2 separate regions of the Mus musculus genome follow, and region 1 is linked to region 2. The links are chromatin contacts, called in public HiChIP or PLAC-seq maps. All regions are on one chromosome and are shown on one strand. The core of a region is the stretch at or near the end of the contact, and the rest is flanking DNA. Distances in the headings are between cores, read along the strand shown. Region 1 holds the start of Spats1 (spermatogenesis associated, serine-rich 1). Region 2 holds the start of Mrpl14 (mitochondrial ribosomal protein L14).

Evidence for each region. HiChIP or PLAC-seq counts read pairs in DNA pulled down with a chosen protein or histone mark.
Region 1: an H3K4me3 HiChIP or PLAC-seq map of embryonic stem cells shows a contact between it and region 2, with 7 times the contacts expected there. The contact joins the promoter of Spats1 here to the promoter of Mrpl14 in region 2. A contact is called at or near these places in 3 of 39 promoter capture datasets (the 3T3-L1 cell line, cranial neural crest and embryonic stem cells), 1 of 15 datasets of contacts at CTCF or cohesin (large pre-B cells), 1 of 484 Hi-C or Micro-C datasets (embryonic stem cells), 12 of 115 datasets of contacts at active chromatin or transcription factors (the SCID.adh cell line, T-cell acute lymphoblastic leukemia, embryonic stem cells and 4 more) and 2 of 9 other capture datasets (adipose tissue and liver).

Annotation. Positions count from the first base shown.
Region 1 is chr17:45,471,568-45,477,446 of GRCm38.p6, forward strand. Spats1 (spermatogenesis associated, serine-rich 1) reads right to left here and starts at 3,371. Exons shown (of 8, transcript NM_027649.3): 1 at 3,232-3,371. The coding sequence starts at 3,247.
Region 2 is chr17:45,682,886-45,688,533 of GRCm38.p6, forward strand. Mrpl14 (mitochondrial ribosomal protein L14) reads left to right here and starts at 3,464. Exons shown (of 3, transcript NM_026732.3): 1 at 3,464-3,542. Tmem63b (transmembrane protein 63b) reads right to left here and starts at 3,333. Exons shown (of 24, transcript NM_198167.3): 1 at 3,232-3,333.

The DNA of each region.
Region 1 (5,879 bases), core at 2,121-4,620, 210 kb before region 2:
GAGAGGATGTGTCTAGCCTCAAAGAGACTTGATGTTCCAGGGTGAGGGGGTACCGGGGTGGGGGGGGGGTCCACCTGCTCAAAGGAGAAAGGGAGAGGGAATGGGAGAAGCAGTGTGTGCGGGATGATTGAGAGGGGGCTAATGAGTGGGGTGTAAAGTGAAAGAAGAAGAAGAAGAAGAAGAAGAAGAAGAAGAAGAAGAAGAAGAAGATTTTTAAAAGATAAATCAACCCAACAGCAGTAAGGAAAGTAATGGGCCCTCCCTGCTGAAAAAAGGCAGATACCCACACATTGTACGAGGAGCTAGCTTGTGAGGCTCCTCAGTTCCCCAAGACCTGGACTCCCTGTTAAACTGAACATTCAGTATGTCTCCTGAAAGGAATCCCCTATTACAAAGCATGGATTTCCCCACCCCACCCCTCCAGCTTAAAGTGGCTTCCTTCTTACTCCAAACCAGATTGGAGAAACAGGAAGTTCTGAAGCTTAAAGCTAGGTTCCCAGGACTGGAAATGCAGCTCAGTTGGTGGAGCATTTGCCTAACATACATGAGGCTCTGGGGTTCAAGCCCGAGCATGCACCATGCATGGGGCCAGACATGATGGCGCACACCTGGGAGGTGGGGGCAGAAGGACCAGAATACAAGGTCATCCTTAGCTACGTGGCAGGTTTAGGTTAAAATGAACCACATGAGATGGGGAAGGAATGGCGGCTGAGGACAGCTGGAATTCCCACGCTATCTCCTTGCTATCTTGGCCATGATGGGCAGTTAATGGGCTGAGGTCCTCCAGCTACTTCCAGCCCAGTTTACAGCCAAGGATGGAACCGCTCCTACATCTGTTATTAAGGAGAATCACATAAGAAGACCTGGGACCAGGAGTTACAGAGACAAAGTTTGGAGCTGAGACAAAAGGATGGACCATCTAGAGACTGCCATATCCAGGGATCCATCCCATAATCAGCCTCCAAACGATGACACCATTGCATACACTAGCAAGCGTTTGCTGAAAGTACCCTGATATAGCTGTCTCTTGTGAGACTAGGCCGGGGCCTAGCAAACACATAAGTGGATGCTCACAGTCAGCTATTGGATGGATCACAGGGCCCCCAATGGAGGAGCTAGAGAAATTACCCAAGGAGCTAAAGGGATCTGCAACCCTGTAGGTGCAACAACAATATGAACTAACCAGTACCCCGGAGCTCTTGTCTCTAGCTGCATATGTATCAAAAGATGGCCTAGTCGGCCATCACTGGAAAGAGATGCCCATTGGACAGGCAAACTTTATATGCCCCAGTACAGGGGAACGCCAGGGCCAAAAAGTGGGAATGGGTGGGTAGGGGAGTGGGGGGGGGGAGGGTATGGGGGACTTTTGGGATAGCATTGGAAATGTAATTGAGGAAAATACATTATATATATATATACACAAAAGAAAGAAAAAGAAGACCTGGGACCTAGGAGACTGGGAACAAGGCTGAGACTTCTCCAGCCCCTTTTGCAGTACACTGGCTACTTACTGACCTGCAGTCATGACAGCCTGAGCCTGGATTCACCCCGAAGGGTTTGGGGGAACTGTACCATCGTCTGGACTCTGTACCCTCAAGAGAAACATGCTCCCATTCTTTCTCCTCTTCCTTAAGAGCCAGTTATGGAGTAAGAGCATGGGCCTGCACAAACCTGCCTTGGAGTGCTCAGTTCCACCTGAAGTGCCCCAATCTCATAAGTAATGCCGCATTTCTACTAATATCTGAGCAAGCAAAAACATGGATATGGACAGACCCTAGGGCAAAGCCCAGACTCTGTGCTTATTAAACAAAGCACGAGGCAGCTCAAACCCCTGGCTCCCTTTACTCGTTTACAATATACTTCCCTGCTGTTAGAAGCTCCAGGCAACCACACAGTCAGATCTCTGCCTTGTCTTGTTGTTGGGACAGGGTCTCACGCAGGCGAGACTGGCCTCAAAGTTGCTGTATACCATGAGAATGACCTTGAACACTGCGATCCTCGTGCCTGCCTGTCCTGCACAAGCACTGCACGTGTGCAAGCGCCAGCTTAGCTCCTCTTTTTGATGGAAGTCTCTGACTGATCAGATCTCAAATGTAGACATGAGCTCATTGTGTGTAGCCCCTAACTATCTGCCTTAGCTTGGATCTGCAATGCTCTCCAAAAACCCATGTTTTAAAGATTTAGCTCCCAGTCTGTCATACTGTTGGGATGATGGGACTGTTTTAAAAGTCAGAGGGCATGGAGGTGGAGAGAGTTAGAACCCTTGATGCTCTTGCAGGGGGGGGCGGGACTTCTATCCCCAGCACCACGTGGTGGTTCACAGCCATCCATAACTCCAGTTCCCGGGTATCCAACGCCCTCTTCTACCTTCTGCAGGCACCAGACGCAAACTCAGTATACATACATACAAACAGGCAGGCAAAACATACATAAATAAAATAAAGACAACTTTAAAAAAATAAGAAGTCTTGGGTCGTTGGGGTGCCTCTGAGTGAAAGAGTGGGACCACAGCCATCCCTTTTACTCGTCATTATTTCTTGACTAAGAGGGAGACGCTTTGATGATTGCCACTATGATATGCCACCAGAGGGCCAAAGCAACAGGACCTTGACCATGAGCCACACCTGGAATGTCGGGGGCCTGTGAAGCAAAAGATGGAGAATTCCGGGCTACTCTGGGCTACATATGAGGTAGCAGTGCTTAGTCTTTAAAAAAAAAAAAAAAAAAAAAACCTATAAAGCTATGAGTCCAATAAACCTTTTCTCTCCATAAGCTTATACACCCATCCAACCTTTTGATTTCCCAGAACTCAATTGTATTTCTTTTCCACCTTAGTCATGCCCAAGTCGCTTTTCTCTGGAACCTTCTGCCGCTCTCTAGTACAGGCCGCTCTTGAGACAGAGGGAAGTTGGCGGACGGGATTGCCATATCCAGTATTCATGGGCTCACCAGTTCACACAGTGAAAAGCAATCGGACCCAAAAGGTGCTTGTTAGAAAGGCTATCATTCAAAACCAACAGACCCCATAAGTCATTGAAATTCAAGAGGCAGCGCAAGGGAAAAACCTAAATCTCACTGGACCTCCTAGCGGTGTTCACGGGTTTGAATGTCCTGCCCACTCCTCCTCCTCCTGACTCAGGGCTCCCGAAAGTACTCGCCCCGCCCCGTCCTTGGGTCTCCTTTCCACCTCTGAGTCCCACCCTACTTCCCTGGGGGAAGCCCTTCATCTACCCTTGGAAGACTCCATGGAGGATGTGGCCCAGATCAACGCACCAACTGGCAGCGGAACTGCCAAATACCAGGATGCAAAGCGAAAGCAAGGGCGTCTACCACCGCCTGCAAGGCTCGGTCCAGGGTTGCCAGGACAACGCGCCACTTCCCGCGAGCTGGCGCGCTACTCTTGACGCACCTATCTTCCTGCACCCGGCGCTCCGGCCTGGGTTGAGGATGGAGGTCTCAGACCTCAGAGCTGCAGAACCTCAGGATTTTGTTTTAGTTTGCGGCTCTTTTCCAACAACTGTCATTGCTACTTCTGTCACCTCGGGTGGCCGTGTGCGGTGCACCCTCTACAGAGCTTGCAGATGTCGGTGTAGAATTGGCATCCTGATTAGACAGGATTCACCCACCACTTACCGCTCCTTTTTCTGGGCCAGGCGCCCTGCTGGATGCTGTCTTGCCTCAGCAGCCAGCTGCGTTTTTCAAAATAGAAAACTGACTTTGAACAAAGGCTCGTTCAAGGTCATCCAGAAAACAGATTCACTCCCAAGTTCCACCCTTACAAAGCTATCTTTCTCTCCATGGTATAGACTGAAATTTATCTTTCTAACCCTTTCCCTAATAAATCTCACATAGAAACGCCCCCCATCCCAAGCTTAGTCTCTAAATTTATATTGAGACCTGGTTTGGGGGCTGGGCAGTGGTGGCACACGCCTTTAATCCCAGCACTTGGGAGGCTGGCTGAGGCAGGCAGATTTCTGAGTTTGAGGCCAGCCTGGTCTACAGAGTGAGTTCCAGGACAGCCAGGGCTACACAGAGAAACCCTGTCTCAAAAAAAAAAAAAAAAACAAAAAAAGAAGGAGGAGGAGGAGGAGGAAAAGAGAGAGAGTAATTAATATAATTATTCATATTTACTTGTGTGCTGTATGCATGTGCGTGCACATGTATCAGGGACTCACTTGCCCATGCATTTGTATATGTCAGGTGTCTTCCTCCGTTGCTCTCTGCCTTACATTTTTGAAATAAGGTTCTTGCTGAACCCGGAGTTCACTGTTACAGCAAGGAGTCCCAGGGAACTACCTATCTCTGTCCCACCAGCTTATAGATGTGCCATATGGCTTTTAGTAGGTCCTGGGGTTTGAACTCAGGTCCTCGGCTTGTGCAGAAAGCACGTTACCCACTGAACCCTCTCCACAGAGTGGTTCTGTTGTTAGTAATTGCATTGATTGCAAAAGAAACAACAGAAGGAGTATAGAAATCTTGAAACTGAGCTAGCCAAATATTGCTTAGACGGAGTAGATCCTCTCCAGGCCACGCCCTAACTGAGGAGTCATCCAATAGGAGACGGCCACTGGGGTTATAAAAAAGAAGCCAGAGCTGGACAGTGGTGGCACACACTTTTAATCCCAGCACTCTGGAGGCAAAGGCAGGTGGGTCTCTGTGAGTTTAAGGCCAGCCTGATCTACAGAGCGAGTTCTAGGACAGCCAGAACTATACACAGAAACTGTCTCAGGAAGAAAGAAAATGAGAAGGTGGTAATGTCAGAATGGCCACTGGTGGGATCAAACAGCTGAATATTGTCAGTTTCACAGGATTAATTTTAATTGTAAAATAGTAGTATTCCTATCAGGGACTGCAACAGGTTAAAGGCACTGACAGATTAGAAGACACCATCTCTCTCTGGGGCAGGAGCAAAGCATTGTTAAAGTGCTGTTAATTGCAGCTGAAGTGCCTTTATATAGTGATAAATCCTGTTGTAAGCATCCCTTTTAATGTGATTTTTTTTCCTTTATAAAAAGCTAAGACATTGGGGCCAGAGTGGCTTGACTTTTATTTTATTGAGTCAGGGTCTCTCTGTGTAGCTGCAGCTAGCCTGGAACTCTCTATGTAGACCACACTGGCCTCAACCTCACAGATTTGCCTGTCCCTGCCTCTGTGTCCTGAGTGCTGAGATTAAGTGGCTTGACTCCCCAGTTGACAGGTGTTACATCTTTCCCAGGCACCCTGAGTGCCCTGATAGGACTGGCATCCAAACAGCCAGGGGACTGCCCTTATGCTGGTGGCAGGCACTGGAACGCTCTGAGGAAGTTACACACCAACCCAACAACCGCAGCTCTCTGGCTCTTGGAGGCGCAACCCCACCTATGACTGCTTCCAGCCGCTTGCATGGCACTCATTGTCTTCAAAAGCTCTAGGGAACTCTAAATGATCTTGCCCCTGATCGGAAGAGGAACACTTTCCTGGCAGCCCAGCAGAAAGCCTGCCACTAGAGCAAACATAGTCCTTCATTTGCATGAGAGTCTGCTGTGATTGGTGCAGGCACCCCTGGCTATATAAGCAGAGTTCACAAAGCTCCCTTTGTATAGCATAGTAGGTACGAGACATGCTTCTGTGCACCGTCTTGGGATTGGAGTGGTTGGTAGGGCCAATAGAAAATGATCTTTTCATACTCTGTGTGTGCGCGTGCATATGTGTGTGTATGCATGTGTGCATGTGTGTGTGTGTGCATACATGTGGAGACGGTGGTCAAAGGCAAACATTTTCTTCAATCACTCTCTGCCCTATTTTTTGATAGAGGGTCTCTTACTGAATAGTTTACCTATCTAGTCAGCAGACCCCAGGAAGCCATTTATCTCTGCCTCCCTAGTGCTGGGATTAAAGGT
Region 2 (5,648 bases), core at 2,214-4,713:
TGGCTCTGTTACTGTGGGTGAGAGTTCCCCAGGATCGAACACACAGATCCTCCCCTGCACCCAAGGTGAGCAAGGCACACCCAGATCACCCATCCACAGGAAGGAAACAGGGACCTGAGAAGGGAGTGGAGCCAGGCAAGGTCACGGGGTAGGTAAGAGGTGGAGTTGGGCTGGTGGCTTTGCTGGTTGACTTCGATGACTTCAAGTTCTTTAACTGTAGGGGTGGGGTTGCTGGGTTGTGTCATTCAGGGCAGCTGCTTTCAAATCCAGCCTAGCACTGGGGAGCCGAAGGATAGAAGTAGCAGGTGAAGGTTCTCCCAACCTAGACATACCCAGCCAGCTGTGATCCCATTTCTCTATTTGGATAATGAAGTTTGTATTGTATAGGGATGGGGGGCGAATTTTAGCTTAACCAAATCAAGGTTGTCATTTCACTAATAAAAACTGTGTTATAGGTTAGAAGTTATTTTTTGTTTGTTTGTTTGTTTTCCTTGTAGAGTTTAGGGCTTCTTTAGGTTCTTACAAAGCCAGTGAATAAGAAATTAACTCTTAGTATGCCATCCGGGCATCGGTCCTCCAATCTATAACAAATACCAAAGGTTTTGCTTGGCTTTGGTGGAACTCAGAGAAAGGCAAAGGTATATCATTGTATCCATAGGTGGCTCCCTCCCCCATCTTTTTAGGATTTAGCGATATAGCCTCCTAGGCTTGATTCCAAGTCAAGACACAAATAAGTGTTCCACCACACCTGCCTGTCTTGCTTTTATTCTGTCCCCGGCATTACTCCATTAAGCACCTTGCAAATGTTGCTATTTGCCACCCCTCACAACCCCAACAGGCCACTGACACACAGAGAAGGCAAATAACTTGGGGAAGGTCACACAGCAGTCTGTGACAGATCCAGAGATGGGCGGAGGCATTTCGCTGCTCCTGCCAATAGGGCTCCTCCACTAGCAGGCTCGGAGGGCTGTCAGCACCAGCTCTGAGGAACGCCATGCCCTAAATCTACAGGTTTGCCTTTCGTCTTGCATGGAGCTGATTCCTAACTCAAGTGTGGGGTTTGTGGGTTCAAGTTCTAAGGCAGGGGAAGAGGACCAAGAGACCTAAGATGAAGCACACTTGGCTTTTATTCTGGACAGGGTACTTAACCAGCTCAGGGTCTTCACCTATAAAATAGAGACAACTCAACCCTGCGGCTGCTTGAAAGATTTAATAAAATTAAAAACAAAACAAAACAACACAACACAAACCGCCAAAACTCTATTTCACAGCGCTTAAAACAAGCAAGCGAGCAAACAAACAAACACAAACCACCATAAGAAAGGCCCAGCTGTTGAAGGCAAGCATGCACCTGGAAGAAGGAGGCAGGAAGATTAGGAGTTCAAGGCCAATTGGGCTAAATGACATCCCAATCTCAAACAACATAAAACACAAAAACCGCTGTTATTAATAAGGTATAGACCCCAAGAGGTTGCTTTAGTGGAGGAAGGCTGGCTAAGACCAAAATAAAGCATGAAAGGAATAGAACCCCTCAGTGGAGGAGGAGGGGGAGCTCCCTCAATATTAGGGACTCTGTCACCAAGTCCCAGAATATACCCCCATCCACCTGCAGTAGGTGGGGTGGGACTCCAGAGGAAACTGATAGGTCAGGAAGTTCAGAGATGTGAACCCATTATAATCGATCAACTGTCAGGCAGAGTGCCAGGCTATTTACCTGCATTAAACTATTGGATCCCAAAGATGCGCCTCGGAAGGAGGTGGTAGTAACTAATCACACTTTTAGATAGACACGGAGGTTCAGATAGGTTAAGTAACTTGCCAAGGTCGCACAGCTCAAAGAACAGCGGAGCTGGGATTTGAACCGGGTTTTCTGTTACTCTGCTGTACTTGGAAGGAATTTGTACCGATGCCAAAAAGGGGTTCTTCGCGACTTATCACCCATCTTCTGCCTCAAAACATCCCCACCCACCTACTCGCTCACTCCCTGGCCAAGACTTCAACAGCAGGCCCCAGCATGTGCTACCTGGTACATGCCAGGACGTAGACCCTCTGGTACCCGGGAGGACAAAGGTGCTGGCAGCATACCCACCACCTGAGCCTGGCAGCCACTCCCCTTCCCCTTCTCTCTTATATCTGGAAGGCAGAGGGCTGTGGTCCCCTCTTCAGGAGGCGTTGGGTACAATCTCATTCACCCGACTACTGCAGACCGGGAGGAGGTTCAGGGTCAGGGAGTGGTACTCGGTAGAGAGCAGAGCCCCAAGCCCCTCTGAGCAACCGGCCGCCAGACTTCCGATCAGGGGACCAAGGCGGGTGGCAGCACAAAGCTCCAAGGGCAGCCAGCCCCTCTGACCTCTCTTCCCCACTTCCCGGGCATCCTTGCTTTTTCTGAGCAACACAACGACAAGCTTTGGGACAGTCCGCACCAGGCGGTCAAGACGGCCGGGAGGGACAAAGCGCGCCCCCTCCCCCTCAATAGGGCCTTTGCCTACTCCGGATTCGCGTCTGAATCTTCTCCCCACCGCACCCTCCAACGCAGGCCCGGGCGGCTCATGAATGAACTGCTCTGTGTGGGGCGCAGGAGAGGACATGCTCCCCGGGCCGGCCGCCCTCTCCAGCCCGCAGATCAGTCCCCACCAGGGTTGGGGCAGCTACTCGTCTGGTGCTAACACCTCGAGCCCTGCCCTTTGCCCAAGCATGAACCCCTTGCTTGAGGCCGGCTTCGTCCCCAGCAACAAGAAAAAGAATTAAAAAAAAAAAAAAAGAGAGAGACCGAGGGCATTGGACTTGGCGACCCTAGAATGCAAAACTCGGGGGCGGAGGCGGGTGGTTCCCTTCAGCGGCGCCGGCGGCTGGGGAGCAGCTGGGACCGGAGGAGGGCCGCGCAGGGGCCGCACACCTGGACGGAGCAGGTGGAACTAGAGTGGCACTCGAGGGCCGGGACGCAGGGGTCCCACGCCTTGGAATATTCCTGAGGGGCGGGGGTAGAGGACGGCGCACATCTGGAGCCCCGACAGGGGTGGGAGGACTCACATCTGGCAGGGACGGTGCGGGTTTGGGGACAAAGCGTGCCTCCGTTGGGTCCCGTGGGGCCCGGGCACCTCTGGGTCCCGCAGGAGGTGGAAGGGAGGGGACGCGCAGCTGAGTCCGGGTGCTTTTTTTTTCCTTCCTTGGGGTGGTGGTGAGATCCTATGAGCCAAGTAAGGGGTGCTGGGGAGGGGTCCGCGTACTCACCCCTAGGCGCAGACTCGGCTCCGACTCGGGAGCCCCGGCTCCGGGCGGGGCGGGGCTGGGGAGGGGGAGGGGGAGTCGCCGGGCGGCTAGAGCTCTGGGCTCCTGCGGCGGCCGCGGCAGCGCGTGGGGGAGGGGGAGCAGAAGGAGGGAGGGAGGGCCGGGGAGGGGCTCCCGCAGGACCCGCCCCCACGCCGCACACGTAGAAAGTGCGCGCGCACTCACGGAGAACCCCTGGCGCGCAGGCGCAGCGTGCGGGGCGGGGCCTTGCCAAGCGGGGGTCCGTGGCGGGAGATTCCCAGGCTGTTAACGCGGTACGGTGGGGGCTCAGGGGAACACCTCGCACCCCTCGCGCTGCTTTTCCCGGTTTCTTCTCTGCAATAAGGGAGGCGCTGTCGGGGAGGGGTGAGGACAGGCCTTACTGGAAACCCAGTGTCAAGTGAGAAGGGTGCTCACTCTTCGCGAGGCCTCAGATCTGGACCCTCTCGCTGCCTTTTTGCCAAAGGCTTCGGGGTCCGCGCCTCCCACGCGCCCCCGATGCGCCCACCTGCTTATCCAGTTCGGGATGTAGAGCCTCGGGGAATGGGGGCTGAGATCTTGCCTGGGTTAAGTGGCTAGGCCGGTTGCTTTGACGCGTCTCCCGCAGTTTTATCTGCTTCTCTCTCTTGCTGGGCCTGGAGATGAGTTTGCTAGAAACTTCTGTGGTGTAAAGAGGGAGTCTTTGCTTTTGCTTCTGTCAGGCTGAATGACTCCTTTTGCACCGGGGATTCCCTGTATTCTCAGTTCACCAAAGACCTCTCCTAGTGGGGGGGTGGGGTTAAGACTTGAGAGTTGGAGAGGTGGAACGCCCCTTTTCTGTATGTCACCACACATCTCGAATACAAAGACACGACAGATACCACCTGTTAAATTTCGAGGTCTTAAAGGGGACAGAAGAAATACTGCTTCCCGCTGTACGCAGTAAGTGAGCTTTACACGCTGAGACTTAGATGAGGAACTGTGTAGCGGTCACAAGAGGCGAGACGGGATCACCTTGGATTACTTGGGAAATGGTGGCACCCAGGGAGGGTCTTGCATCACGACTGGACACTACCATCCTGGTCACTGTGTTTGCTGTATGTGGCTATTCAGCTGCTCGTTTTGTAGCTGGGGGTTTGCAGCTCTAAGATTTGGTCTGTTGAAGTGTCTTTCAGACACTCCCATGAGTGGCTTGGAAATCAGTTTAGTAGATCATGGCCATCGTGTGTGTGTGTGTGTGTGTGTGTGTGTGTGTGTGTGTGTTGCGCCTACAGTAGGTATTCTGTCTTGGGACACAAGGGCATGGGGGTGTATTAGGTGTCTTCTACTGTTTCTGTGTGTTGTAGAAAAGTTTGGGAAAGTATTGATCTCTTGTATACCTCTCGCTTTCCTTAGCTTGAGTTTTTAGTCAGTTAAATCCTCTGAAGATGCAGTTGATAGTACTAGTAATGAGCACATTGGAATTGGCCATCAGTGGGGTTTGCCCGTAATCCTAGATGTAGGTAGCCGTTAAGGATGTCAAGGCCATCCTTAGCTGCTTTGGGTGTGTAAGGCCAGCTTGAGATTGCCTGACACCAAGTCTCAACAAATCAAACCAAACATACAAATTCCCCAACTTTGAGGATTTTGGTGGTGGTAAGGGAAAGAAGATGGAGCTGCGTCTGCCGCTGTAGACTGCCTGGGGCTGTCACTGAGAAGCTGTATTGAGGAAACAGGTTTTGATGGGGCTGGTGGTAATGGTGGCACACCTGTGGTGGCACAAAGCCCTCCAAAACCAAGATTAAGGACTTTTGCATCATCCAGGATTCTGGACATCTAACTGCGGCATATATCCTATAACAGCGTGCTACTTGAGAAACGGGTTCAGGAGCTCAGAGGCTCAGACTCCCACTTTATTATTTTTTTTAGAATAGTAGAATTCCAGAAACATCTTCCAGTGATCTCCAGAAGCCCCCAAATCAGCTTACCAGGCCCCCCATCTTCTATTATCAGTGCTGATGTGCTGTTTGGCCTCAAAGTGAATTTTATTGTTCCAGGAGTGTGGTTCATGCTAGTTTTCTATCAATACACACCTAAATTAATAAAATTATGTACAAAGTTCCACAGGAAAGACACATCCAAGAAGCCCTATGGGTAAAATGGATAACCTGTTTTATATTTAAAAATTATATAGAAGATCCTTTTTCACTTAAAAACTACATTTATTTATTTATTTGATTTTTCTATGTGTTGTGTTTTGTTTGTTTGTTTGTTTTTTGTTTTCTGAGACAGGGTTTCTCTGTGTACCCCTGGCTGTGCTGGAACTCACTCTGTAAACCAAATTGGCCTCAAACTCAGAGATTCACCTGCCTCTGCCTCCCAAGTGCTGGGATTAACGCAAAAGTCCTTTAAAGATTGTCTTG